2 separate regions of the Anas platyrhynchos genome follow, and region 2 is linked to region 1. A link is a contact called in public Hi-C data. All regions are on one chromosome and are shown on one strand. Each heading gives the region's core, a stretch centred on a gene start, on an enhancer-like site or on the middle of the called end of the contact. The rest is flanking DNA. Distances are from core to core; before and after follow the strand shown.

Evidence for each region. Hi-C and Micro-C count contacts between places; a contact is called where the count stands out from the background.
Region 2: a contact with region 1 is called in a Hi-C map of skeletal muscle, with 3 times the contacts expected there. The contact joins two enhancer-like sites. A contact is called at or near these places in 3 of 8 Hi-C or Micro-C datasets (F5 follicle and skeletal muscle).

Annotation. Positions count from the first base shown.
Region 1 is chr7:11,892,957-11,899,180 of IASCAAS_PekinDuck_T2T, reverse strand. All of the region lies in intron 1 of BIN1 (bridging integrator 1), which reads right to left. Among named protein-coding and RNA genes, the nearest start is that of BIN1, 8.7 kb to the right of the region's middle. Within about 2 kb of position 3,265, at least 5 of the 8 cell types and tissues checked have an H3K27ac peak or open chromatin away from gene starts, as enhancers often do. A contact at or near this core is called in F5 follicle, where this site is marked.
Region 2 is chr7:11,948,791-11,955,014 of IASCAAS_PekinDuck_T2T, reverse strand. It overlaps BIN1 (bridging integrator 1), which reads right to left. Exons shown (of 20, transcript XM_013097533.5): 11 at 4,206-4,256. Among named protein-coding and RNA genes, the nearest start is that of BIN1, 65 kb to the right of the region's middle. Within about 2 kb of position 3,569, at least 4 of the 8 cell types and tissues checked have an H3K27ac peak or open chromatin away from gene starts, as enhancers often do. A contact at or near this core is called in F5 follicle, where this site is marked.

The DNA.
Region 1 (6,224 bases), core at 2,016-4,515:
GCTGGGTAAGCACCTTACTGCAGTCCTGCACCGACACGTTGCCTCGCCTCCTCCGCCCACTCTGTGCATCTTCTCGCCTAATTTAAGAGTGACTTTGGATGGAACATTTATTTATCCCTGTGTGGAAAAATCATCCTGAGATGACCTAGCAGCATCATTTCTCCGCTTTCCTGGCAAGTTGTTCACACATCACTGGCATCCAGACTGCACTGCAGATGTCAAAGCTGGTACTTGTGATGGTAAGGAGTCCTGGCTTCTCTTCCAGCATCCCAACAGGCTGCATTTCTGAAGATTAACCACTCCCAGCAACATTCACTTTTGAGCACGAACTGAAAAGGAGGGTTTGGGGAGAGGAGGCGGGCTTTGGCACTCATCATAGGAGAAACCACCCTGGTGCAACACAAACCAACAGAAAAGATGCTGCAAGCACCCAAACACCATACAATCAGGGTGGCAAGGAATTGCTATATTATTTTGCTTTCCCTTTTATCCCAGAAAGAGGATCGGCTAAATTTCACTAATCTGTGCAGCCGTGGGCTCACTCCTCATTCTCCCTTACGCGTGTGCACTAAGGCCCAGCCGGTTTACTACAGGCACGACAGCGCTGGGTGAGGTTGTACCATGTGCAACCTGCCAGCCTGACCCCAAGGCTCACTGTGAATTCAGCCTGGTAATCAAGGATAAAGGCACCACTTTTTCATTTGAGAGTTAACAACTCATTTTTTTGCTGCCACTTACATTACAAGCGAAATAAAACCCGTAAGGAAATGGGGGTGATGGGAGCGCTTTACCTGTTGAGGCAGGAGACTAACATTAAGGATGTGGTTTCTTAACTACAGCTAAAAAACCCTCAAGTGACTTAACAAAATGACCAAGATGTAGCAAGAACCCCTTTGAAACTGCTCTTACAACAACATATGGGACGGTAAGAGTGAAAGAGTGGTGCAAAAGCACAACAAAAAAAGCCAGTCACGGAAATAAGTCAGTATTAGCCAGTCAGTCTAAACTGCAATCTGAGCATAAGCAAAGATTAACTTAAAAATCTGTATCTTAATACATATATTACATATTAAATACATACATTGTGTCTTATAATACGTTGTTGCAAGAGAAAATTAACCCACCTTCTGTATTTCTAATATTAGCCTTCAGAAGAACTGTTTCCCACATGAGAACAGCCATCCTGGAAGTTAAGGAAAATACACAGCACATCTCCGGTATGCGAGAGCTATTTTCCTCAAGGCAGTTCTGCAGTTTGTACAGAAGTACACAAATAAATCGCCAAATCTCAGGATGTTGTGCAAGCATTACCTCTCCCCACCTCTGTGCAGGGCCTATCAGTGGAGCAGAAGTTCTCCTCGGTACGTAACCACAGGCCCCAGCCAACCTCTTTCCCCAGAGGTCATTAAGAGGGACAGCTCTCGGGCATGCACGTAGTACTGACCCAAATTCTTAAGTTCAAAGAATTTGCACGTGAAGATTTTTATCCCCTTGACCATTTTCAACATTTCAAAGCGTTTCTCCTTTTACCCAGGGTTTTTGCAGCTTAGCTTCTCGCAACTTTCAAGCCTAGATTCAGTGATGGTGTGGTGGGACCGGTGCTGTGGCGGCAGGGGAAGGCCATTTCTCATCTTGCCGACACGGTGGTGTGGTTGGGTCAGTGCAGGCACACCACGCTGCTGCCCACACTCACATAATTGCAGCTAACTGTCCATGCCTAAGCCATTTGAGCACCTCCAAGCCCAGGTTCCTTTTAAACACTCCTGCTACATTAGCTGAGATTTAGGTATCAAAGCAGAGACCAAAAAAGCAGACAACTATGGAGCTGGGTTGTAACTGCGTTGAAGCTGGGTAGCTCATAATGCCAAATGGCAGCACTTAATTCAGCTGGCATCAGTGTGACATTCCAGGCAACAGGACTTGAGCAACATCCACGTCTATTGCTTGGGTACGCATTTAACATCGCTTAATTAAACCCTATCTATAGCCGACAGTAACACTAGTAAGAGGAACAGATAACATAAATAGTGCTGTTTGCACAAATCCCCCTTCTCATGTCCTCCGCCTCCTCCCCAGCAACCCTCATTTTAAGTGCTGATACATTTGCAAGAAGTATTTTTATTTTTGTGCAGCCACTGATGCAAAATGAAGTAACCAAATCAGGACAAAACACAAAAGGCATTTGGGGCCATGCTGAGCTGAAGAAAGAGATAAAGGAGCAGGTGTGTGCTGGAGGAGAGGGGGCAGAGGAGCTCTTATAAGGCAGAGCCATGAGCAAAGGGACTCCAGAAGCCACAGGCTAGACGCAGAACCCTTAAGAGGCTAGGAAAGCTCCTGTAAGGGTTGCTGGCTGCCTTGCTGAACAGGGATGGGAATTTCTGAAATGCAGGATGGATCTGGAACATGTAACACACAGCTGGGCAGAAGGAAAAGGCAGACATCTGGATCAGCAGCTGGATCTCCCCGAGTCAGAAGGAGACAGCAGCAAAGGATCAGATGCAGGAGAAAGCTTTAGGAACACTGCCCTCCACGGCCACGTTGGGATACAGGATGTGGCTTGTCCCAGCAAAGTGGGAACATGTGGAGTAACACAGATGATTATCTCTTGTTGCTTCTTCCAAAACAAGTCACGTGTTATCCTCTAGTGAAAAAAATCTGGAGTCACAGACTACAAAAAGCCAGAAGGGAGCAGCTTTTGAACAGCTCTTCTTTTCCCCCGAGAGGCCTGCCTTCAAAGGAGTTGTAGGATGAGTAACAGTAAATTTGAGAGCCTGGCCTGATGGGCAAAGTTCTCCTTCAGCAAGCGGGTGTAAGCCCCCTGGCTTCCTTGCCAATGTACTTGCTGAGAATTTGTCCATATTGCCATTGGAAAGGAAAAGCCCCACGATGCCTCCCCGCAGGGAGCCTCCTCAACAAGTCAGGCCTGAGCTGGAGATACGGGATGGGCTGCTTCCAAGGCACCCCACTTAAATCCTCCCACCCCAGCTCTGAGGACCCAGCAGAGCAGCCCAGCTCTTTTCACCTGCTAATACCCACAGCCACACCGTAATGTCATCCAGCCCTGGTAATGCTCACTTCCTTCCGCAATTATTTATGATCACTGAGGGTCAGGGAATGAAGAGCAAAAGCCTCCAGCTTGGCAAAAAGCTCTAAGTCCAGCACTTGACTCCAGTACCCATCTGCAGACAAGCCCTAGTCTATAAGCAGCCCGGATGCAGTGCACTGACGCAGCACCCACAATTGACTCATCGCATCACCCTCAGTTTTCTCTGACCTTGCCCTTCCTACCATGGTCAGCCTCCTCATTCTCCCCTCTCAGCCCCTGCACATACAGCTGCTCTTCTTCTCCAAAGAAAGCCAGTCTCTCTTTCACAATTCCTGTGGCTTATGCATTTTCATGAATTTTCCGACGTTCAAAAACAGCCCTGCACCCCTACCTACAAAACCACCCTTACTGAACCTCTGCAAGAATTACCTAAAAAGCAACTTGAATATGGATTCTGCTGAAATAAAACAGAAGCATCTTAACTAACCGAGGCTGTCCAGTACTTACATTGGAACAGTTACAGTATGGGGAATGTCCATTTTCAGCAGCACATAACGCAATCGCAGTGCTGGTGCTAACAAGCAGCCATGCCGGCTGCACGTCACAAGGACGAATGTTATCAGCATGGGTACTTTCTTGCAGTGGTTCACGTCCATTAACGCACAGCGAGGCTCAGCCTTTTGCAATGGCTACTCAGCTTAAGGAGGCAAAAGAAAAAAAGTCCCCAGTCGTGTTGGCTCAGTGTACAAAGTAGGTCGTTCATTCCTCCACTGAGGAGCCTATACCTTGAGGAGCATTTCCGTGCAGACCCCAAATATACTTTTACATCTGAAAAAAACAACTTTTCCTGAGCATTGTTTCCCTAATAGAGCTTGGCACTGTTCTCACCATTTTTATTTTTTTTTCCCCAAAATCTGTTTCCAAAGTAACCCTTGAAACATGCTGTCCCCTGGCACAACTCGCTCCCCTTTCTGGTCTTGTGTCAGAATCAGTATTTGGACCAGATGGGCCATGTTCCACCACCCAAAGTGGATGGGATGAAGGAATCTGCCTTGGACACTAGCCTACGGCATGACAATTCAAACATCATGCACTAAGCATACAAATTACAGAAAATTAATTCCCTGCATTTCTTTTTTCATATTCTATTTTTCCCCCTCACAGTTTTGCTCCTTTTATCCATCATAATGGCTGAGGAAGGAGGGATAGAAATAAGTTTGGTCCTTCTACACTCAGCCTCCTGGAACTCGCAGTGTCACAAGACTTACCACAATTTACAGGAATGTGTCACATGCAAGGGTACCAGAGAGCTACACCATCAGCATTTCTGTTAAGGAAGAAGATGCAGAGATCTACACCATCCTCATATCCCAGCCTTTATACTTCATAAAGTCTGTGTGTTCTGCATACGTGCACATCCATCAGTGGCACCATTCCCAAGGAACCCAAGGGGATACAATCACTCATTCTGCAGATACCAATCAACTTTGAGCTGAGTTGGTTAAGTCACACGTTATTGTTTCTGGCCTTATCAACCGTGCAATCATGCCAAATGGCTTGAAGACCAAAAAAAAAGAAAAAACACTTTCAGCTCTGTTTTCAAACACTCTAGTCACTGTAAGATTGAAGTTCCCTTTCCCTTCCTGCTGGCAAGCAAGTATTGCACTTCTGCCTAATCCAGTTTGAAAGCAAAGCGCTAGGAAATGCCCAGTGAAACGTGTTTGTACTGCAGCTATTCCAGCCCCTCATCTCCCTCCTGTAAAGGTAAACTTAGAAGAGGACTGGTAACTAGCATATCTCTTAGGCAATTCTAACAAGTTCTAAACCTCCTTAAAATGCATAAAATCAACACAATCAACAAAGAACTGGCAAAAAAATAAAATCACTTCCAAACAGGTTACCAGCTTTCTGAACCCGCACGTCAAATCTTTGCAGAGAGGCCAGGCTTTGATATCTGCGTATCATCAAGAGATTAAATGCAGCCTGTGGTTTTACGGCAGGATTAGATGCTGTTAAGCTCTGCTTTCCTCCCTGTTGGTAAAGTTTGCACTCTCCATCCCGCCTGGCAGCCTATATTAAGAAACTGCCACCCAGACTTCTCCTTTCTACCAAGGAAAGGGGCAAAAAGAAAGGCAGCACTGCCTAGCTTTTGTGACTCTCCTAAATGCCTCTCAATTAATGTGCCCTCTAGAAGTGCCTAATCAAAGGCTTTAACCTACCAGCCCCAGGGCTGAGCAGGCTTACTCCAGCACATCCTAAATAGTGAAAAAAAATCTGTTACACATGTGTACTTGTGTAGGGTTTTGCAAGCATACGACCTGTTCCTCAGTTCCTAGAGCTTGCCATGGCTGCTTCGTAATGACTGAGACCTGTCTAGGTCTGTGTAACGCTCTGAGCCCTAGCTTCCAAGAGTCCCTGAAGATGCAACCAGTGGCCAAAACCCTCCTGAGCACTCCCAGCAGTCAAGGAGGAACTTGGGAGGGAGAAAGGTGGGGGAAGAGAGAATTAAACAACTGTGAAAACTGTTCAGGTTGGGCTGCTCCTATTTGCATTACCAGGACAGCTCCTTCAGAGCACAGAAGTGCAAATCAAAGCTGTGCTTTCTGAGCAGCAGCTAAGAAACTACACAAACAAGTTGGCATAATAAAACTGCAACCTAAATCAAAAAAAGATCCATTAACCCTATTTTCTGCTAATTACTGTATTTCCATTTTTTTTCCTAGGAATGAGGCACTGGACCTGTCCTGCAGCACTCGTCAGCTTTGTGAAGATCAAGCAGCTCCAGAGGCAGCAAAGCCAGGAGATGTTCCAAGGGACACCTGAGCTGTCCGAGACCCATCAGTCACTCATATGCACCTGCTGAAAAACCACCTGCCAAGATTTATCTATCCCCTGCACCGCTGCCAACAGTCCAAGCGTTTCTGCAGAGGTCCCTCGCTCCTGTCCTGGCAACGTTACATGCTCAACTAATAGCGTGTTTAAAATAGATTTTAACTAGCAGGACAATGTAAATGACCCTCTTCTCTCTTCCAGTCCCCTCCTCGGAGAAACAACCCCTTTCAGCATGAGTATGAACACCAGAAGGGTATTGCTTGCACTCACACATTCAGTACTGCAGGTGTTGAAGAAAAGCAAACACGAAGTCCCTCAAGAGAAACCTAAAGCACAGGCTGACATC
Region 2 (6,224 bases), core at 2,320-4,819, 56 kb before region 1:
GAGAGATTCAGCTAAAGGTTGGTTAACAGAGAGTTTCAACAGGGATAAAGCTAAACTCATTTTCCCAGCCTTATTCTCAGGAATAGCTTAAAAAATTGGCTGAAACTCAGCTCCCTAAAAAGCAACCAATCAGCTTATCTCAAGTCATGCAGAAGCACTCACACTAGTAGAGGATATTTTAGCAGAAGTGGTTGCAATTTGGCAAAACTATGCACAGCTGAACACAGAATATTACGGAATATTTCAAAAGGGCTGTGCAGCCTCATCTGGAGGGAGCAGTGTTTGCCTCCACTTACAAAAAAAGGGAGAAGGCTGGAAGAAGGCTGAAAGGCACAGATCCTTTGCTCCAGCCTGTGACAATAAATCCTGGCACAGAGCCACAACTGCAGCCATGTAGCCTGGTTCTGAGGAACACACAGATTATTTCTTTGCACTGTCCCAGGAGAGCCCAGAGCTCTGGAGATGTACGTCCACTCACGCTTGGATGCCCAAGGTGTGGTGGTCATGGGCTAACATGCACAATGGCCTCATTCCTAAACACTCACAAGTAAGAGGACAGCGAGAGGAGGAAGGGACAGCAAGACATTTCGAAAAACCTCCCCTCCCAAGCAAGCATCTCCCCCTGCTCAGCATTCCAGCTTTCAAGCTTCCCACCCCGTTCCCTCTTCATTCACTTTGCCCTCACCCATTTCTCCACCTTCCACCCCATATCCACACACCCCACACACCTTTTCCCACAAAGCACTTGCTCGCGGGTCCACATGCAGGTCGGGTGTTTCTGATGACACTGATGCCAGCAGTACACCGACATGATGCAACAAACCCAGGGGTGTTTTGTGCAAGCAGCTCTCAGTCAGGGGCACACACGCCAAAGGTTGAGAGGAAGAGGGAAAGGGGAAGAGGAAGGACTAAGGAACACATACATTGACCTTTGCAGCTCTCCAGGGTGACTGCACATGCCTAGTGTCCTTCCTAAGATGTCCCCCCCAAGTCACTTCAACACAGAGGGTTTTGCAGGAAGGGTTCTGTGACATTGCCAAGGCTGTGCTACAGATAATAATGTGCTACAGGTAATAATGGTTGGAGTGAAGGTAAGGAAGTCTTGCTCTAAATGAGAGTTACCAGGAAACAGCAGGCTCCATGTAACAGGTTCACAACATTGAAACCTCAACACGATTTCAGGAGAAGCATTATCTTGGTACTATTTCCACGGCAACACCATTTACAGCACCATCAGAGGCTGGAATGATGACCTTGCTGAGCCCAGCCTCACTGAAGACACAGATCCTGCACCCCAATGCATCGCCTCTGGGATCTCCAAGGGGGTCCTACCCTCATGTCAGTAAGGGTTGCTGCAGACGGATGAGAATGATAGCGATGAATTGCGTAGGACTGCCTGGGACTGCAAAATGCTCAGCCCAGAGAGGTGTCCCAAGGCATGGGCAAGTGCGTGTGAGAGGCTTCAAATGTGGCGAACAAAATCAAGGAACTAAACCGGGGAAAAATCAGGAAGAGGTGAGGCAATATGTTCCTCAATCTAACTGTTTTGCTTGTGAAAATGTAAAGAAAATACCTCCTGGTGCTAGAGTTGAGGAAAGAAAAAATGTTACTAGAGTCACGTTGGAGGAGATGGAGAGGACAGAGACCTGTGGCCGGACTGCCAGGACTTCTCAAACTCCTGGGCAGACTGGGGAGTCCTGGCTACCAGCACTAGTGTACGTTTCTCCAACTAAGCATGTGAAAGGGATTTTTCTCCTGGCAAGAAAGGAGTTCACACTCCTTTTCTAGAAGCCATGAAAGAGCTTTTTGGTAGCGTATTTGTGGTGTCTGGCAGTGGCTTAATTTGGAGACATATTGCTGAAAGACTCCCACGTGAAAGGCAGACCAGTTTCTTCCCCTCATCCTAGAAGGGCTGAGAGGGCCCCACACTAAAGCCCTCATTAAGTCACTGCTATTTACAGCTTGTTTGATGTGTTGGCTGATCCTCGTAGGAAAATGCCACTGCTAATTTTGACTTAGCCTCTACCAGCCCCACAAGCAGCACCTTCATTCCTGCACTTGCTGCTCCGCGCGCATTCAGCAACTTGGTGACCAGCACCAGGTCTGCCCCTCACCAGGATCCTGGGGCCTCCACGGGTCCTAGGCAAGCACAAGCTGTGTGTCCTGCACGGAGCAAAACCCTGTTTCCAAACAGACCGCTTTTCCCTGTGTTCCTGGAGCAAGCAAGTGTGGGGACTGACCAAATGTATCGCAGAAAATTGTCAGAACAACACCTTTTCATAAGCAACTGGAAAGGGGAAGGGGAACAGGAAAACCACTCTGCTCTTTGAGAGTCAAGAGCAAGGTCTAACACAGTTGCAACTGAAGGAAAACTGCAAATCGCCCAGCCTCTCAGAGTGCTGCTAAGCTTCCAGACCCTTCACTGGGCTGCCTCATCTATTCTGGAAGAGATGACTAAAATCTGCAGATGGGGTTCCTATATGCTAGTAACAATCCTGCATTAGAGGATGGAACCAAATCTCCAATATGGTAAAAACAGACAAGTCACCTCCTGCCAAGTTCTCAAGTTAAAAAGAAAAAAAAAAAGGAGGTTGGCATCTCCGCTGAGGCTCAGATAGCGTCTTTCAGCCCAAAGTAATTAGGCTGTTTTTTGTGGCTTTTTTTGTTTGTTTTTAACATCAAAGCTGTCTGAACACTAGAATTATTTCCACTCCCCAGAAAAGGAGGGACAGAAAAAGAAAAATAACACCTCCATACCCAGGCATCCAGTGGCACAAACGTATGTTTTTGCTGCAGATCAAAGAGCAACCAAGTCCCTGACCTTCCTTCCCTGCACCAGGGTTTGCATATTTCTCTGCTCCCCCTGCAGCTGCTCTGACAGCAGAAACCTCCAGATAAGCCAGGGTCAAACACCTTAACTGCTGGGCCAGCAGGACCTTGACTGGAGGATGTTGTGGGTAGAGCTCATCCAGATGAGATTTCCTAGGCTCTCCCTCGGCTGTGGCATCCATTTGGATGGAAAAAAAAGGTTAAAACGACTGCAAACACTACACCTCCTGGTGCAGTCACAGCAACACTGCCCAGCCAAGGTCAGACACATACACCCAGAGAAATACTCCTATAAATCCTCCTTTTTTACATGACATTCACTCACTACTTTTCATTTGAGGAAATAGTTAAGATGTGCCCATCAGTTTCCCTGTGAAATTACCATTTTATTCCCTCCAGCTTCCAATTTTACACAAGATGCCCAACAAAGAGAAAGGTTGTACAATTTGGCCTAGCCAGTGGGAAGCCAGGATCAGAAAGCAGGGATCCCAATTCACCAGCACTTACTTTTATTGCTGGCAGAACAACATCTTGAGATTTAAAAGGATTTTTTTTCATTCCTATAATGACCCCATAGAAGGAATATCAACACAAAGACTGAGAAAAACAAGAGTTAGGGGAAGTTTCTATGCCGCTATGCAGCAAACCCCACTTTGCCCCAAAGCACATTCTTGTCGGAGTCCTTGACCTTGGCTATGGGAACTCTGAGCACTGTAGCAATCCAGTTATTCAATGCCACGACTGTCTTGAAAGGCAAGCTGCTGCTGTTAGTCTTTATACAGGGTAACAGGCTTCCCTCTCCTTCAGCTCTGCACAAATCTTAAATGAATGGAGCACAACGGTTAGGATATCAAGAGCAGAACAAGTAAAGAGCAAAACCCTAGAAGTGTCCTTCTCCCAAATCAATGTCCTCCCACCACACCAGGTAGGATAGGACAGGACTACATATAAAATTGGTCCTCCTGGGCCAGGCAGGGAATGAGAATGCAGCATTTCAGAGCTGTTCAAAAGGGCAAGCATCACTAGGTAAGACTAGATATTGTTAATTACCACAATTGCCCATATTTCCCCTGCACAACCCAGCACCACACTTTTAGTCATCACAAAAACAACCGAGCAGACAACGCCTGAACTTTCCCAGTGCCTTCTTAGGGAGGAAAGGAAGCAAGGCTTCAAACCAGACACACAAGCAGTTAATGGGATTATCCAGACACAGAGATTTCAGCAGGACCCAGCAGGCCATGAACACACGGTATCATGCAGAGGACCCCTCTCCCGTCACAGGGTTAACACGTGCCAGGCTGTTAGAGTCCAGCAACAGCCTCTCCAGTTTTAGGAACTAAATCAAACACAGATCGAAATGCTGCTCTCCGTACCGGTACCTGCTCATCTTTTTCCTCAGCCTGGCGAACAGTTTAGTTTTCTTTCTGTTGAGGACGGCACGCAAATCATTTCCGTTACAGGATGGCACAGTCAAACCAGCGAGGAAAAGTCAAGCCTCCGAGCGTTCAGTCACTCGGTGCCACAAAACTCACAGCAATCCAGATGACACGCACTCCTCTCTTACTCTCACAAATACACACACACACAAACACACTCTTCCCTTGCTTCCTACAAAGCTTTGGCCTTTGAAGAGGGTGGGAGAGGTCTTTTTGTGCCTGTCAAAGATTTGCAGATACGTTAACAAACTAGATTTGTCCCCGTTTCTTGGAATATGGGGCTAGGGTGCACATGGATAAGAATAAAAAGGAAACTGCATATATCAGCAGAGAACTTTGTGACACTGATCCTTTTTTTTTCTTTTTTCCCTCATGGGTAATTGCAGCTCCTCAATCGCCCTTGTAAATGCTGGTACACAAGAAGCAAGCTCCCCATTCTCCTTTGTGCCATCTGTGCACCAGTCTTAATGTGGAACCTAATCAGCAGTTTTCCTATTGTGTTTTTTTCCAATCTGTCCAATTATAGTAGGATAATACTACAGATCTCCTAGGTTTTCTAAGCATCTGACAACCATGACTGTTCAAACTTCTTCAGAAACAAAATCCAAACATCTCTGAAGTTTCCTGAAATGCATCAGCTACTCTGTGCTACACAGCCAGCATCAGCTTTGTCAGCTGTAGTGATGTATGAGGATAATTGCATCTCTTCTCACACCTCCTAATTCATTTCCTGCCATTGTACCCATCTCCGATCCTCTGCCCAGCAGAGAAGGACGAGGGAAGCATCTGCTCCTACCCCGAGCCACAATGGGCAGTCAGATCGGTGAGGGATATTTCCTCCTGCATGTTCTGCCCCAGCCCTGAACCACAGTGAGAGGCCAGATGTGGAAGAGAGACACAAGTGCCTCATGGCATTTCCTGATCCTTGCAAAACACTTACAGTCCTGGCAGACCTTGGACACATCCTCCTACAATATCCTGTTCCACTTCACTCAGGGGTATCACAGCTGTTTTGGGGCAGGTCCATCCTCTCAGCTGAGGTTTGAGCAGGTGATGCAGCAGCACTCAAATTGCTACCTGCACAGGATCCTCTGTGTAGGCACTTGGGGTTTTGTTCTTTTTTTTAGGGCCAACTAGTCTCTTCGCCAAACAAAGAGCACTGAACTGCAACAGAGACACCTATTACCTCCCCAGATGAGACTAGCAGTCTGTGAGCCTGAAGTCATAAGAATATCTATTTGATTAATTGGAAGCTCTTTCAGGCCAGAAACTTCATGCCAGAGCAGTATGTGTAGGCCCAGCTGTCACTACAGCCTGCCATCAATTACTTGAGTAAGAAAGGCAGGAGGAGGAAGGAGCTGGCAAAGCAATGGCACTGGCCTTCATCTGTCCTGTTACCTCATCCTCTTGCAAGTGCCCCACTGGATGCTGCCATCAGAGACACCGTGGTGCATGGCACAAGAGGATTGGCACTGTGGCCTCCTGCATAAAGCTTCAGTCTTGCTGGTGGTGATCAACAGGCACCATGTGCTGACTTAAGATGAAGACACTTTCTTCGCAAGATGCATTGATACTCGCATCTTGGGAATTTGGTATTAGCAACCCAAAATTCAGGGGCCAAATTTGATTCAAATTTCCTCTTTCTTTAAAGTTGGCAAACACTACACGCATTGCCAGAACGAGACCAAAAAAAAAAAAAAGTTGTCTATGCATGAATGTAAGAAGAGGTTAAACTGGGAGGAGAGACGAGGGAGCACAGAGGTGTCAACAGCTCATCTAGCCCTTCCAAATCAGTACACTCAGACCACAGCTTGCCCTGACTTCACGCTGACTTCACCTCCTCCCTCCATCAATACACCAATTGAGGACCTGGGCTGTGCTCCTGCTCACCCGGCATGTGGGATTAGTGGCAGCTGGAAGCCAGAGCCCTACATTGTTTCATCACTCACACATTTG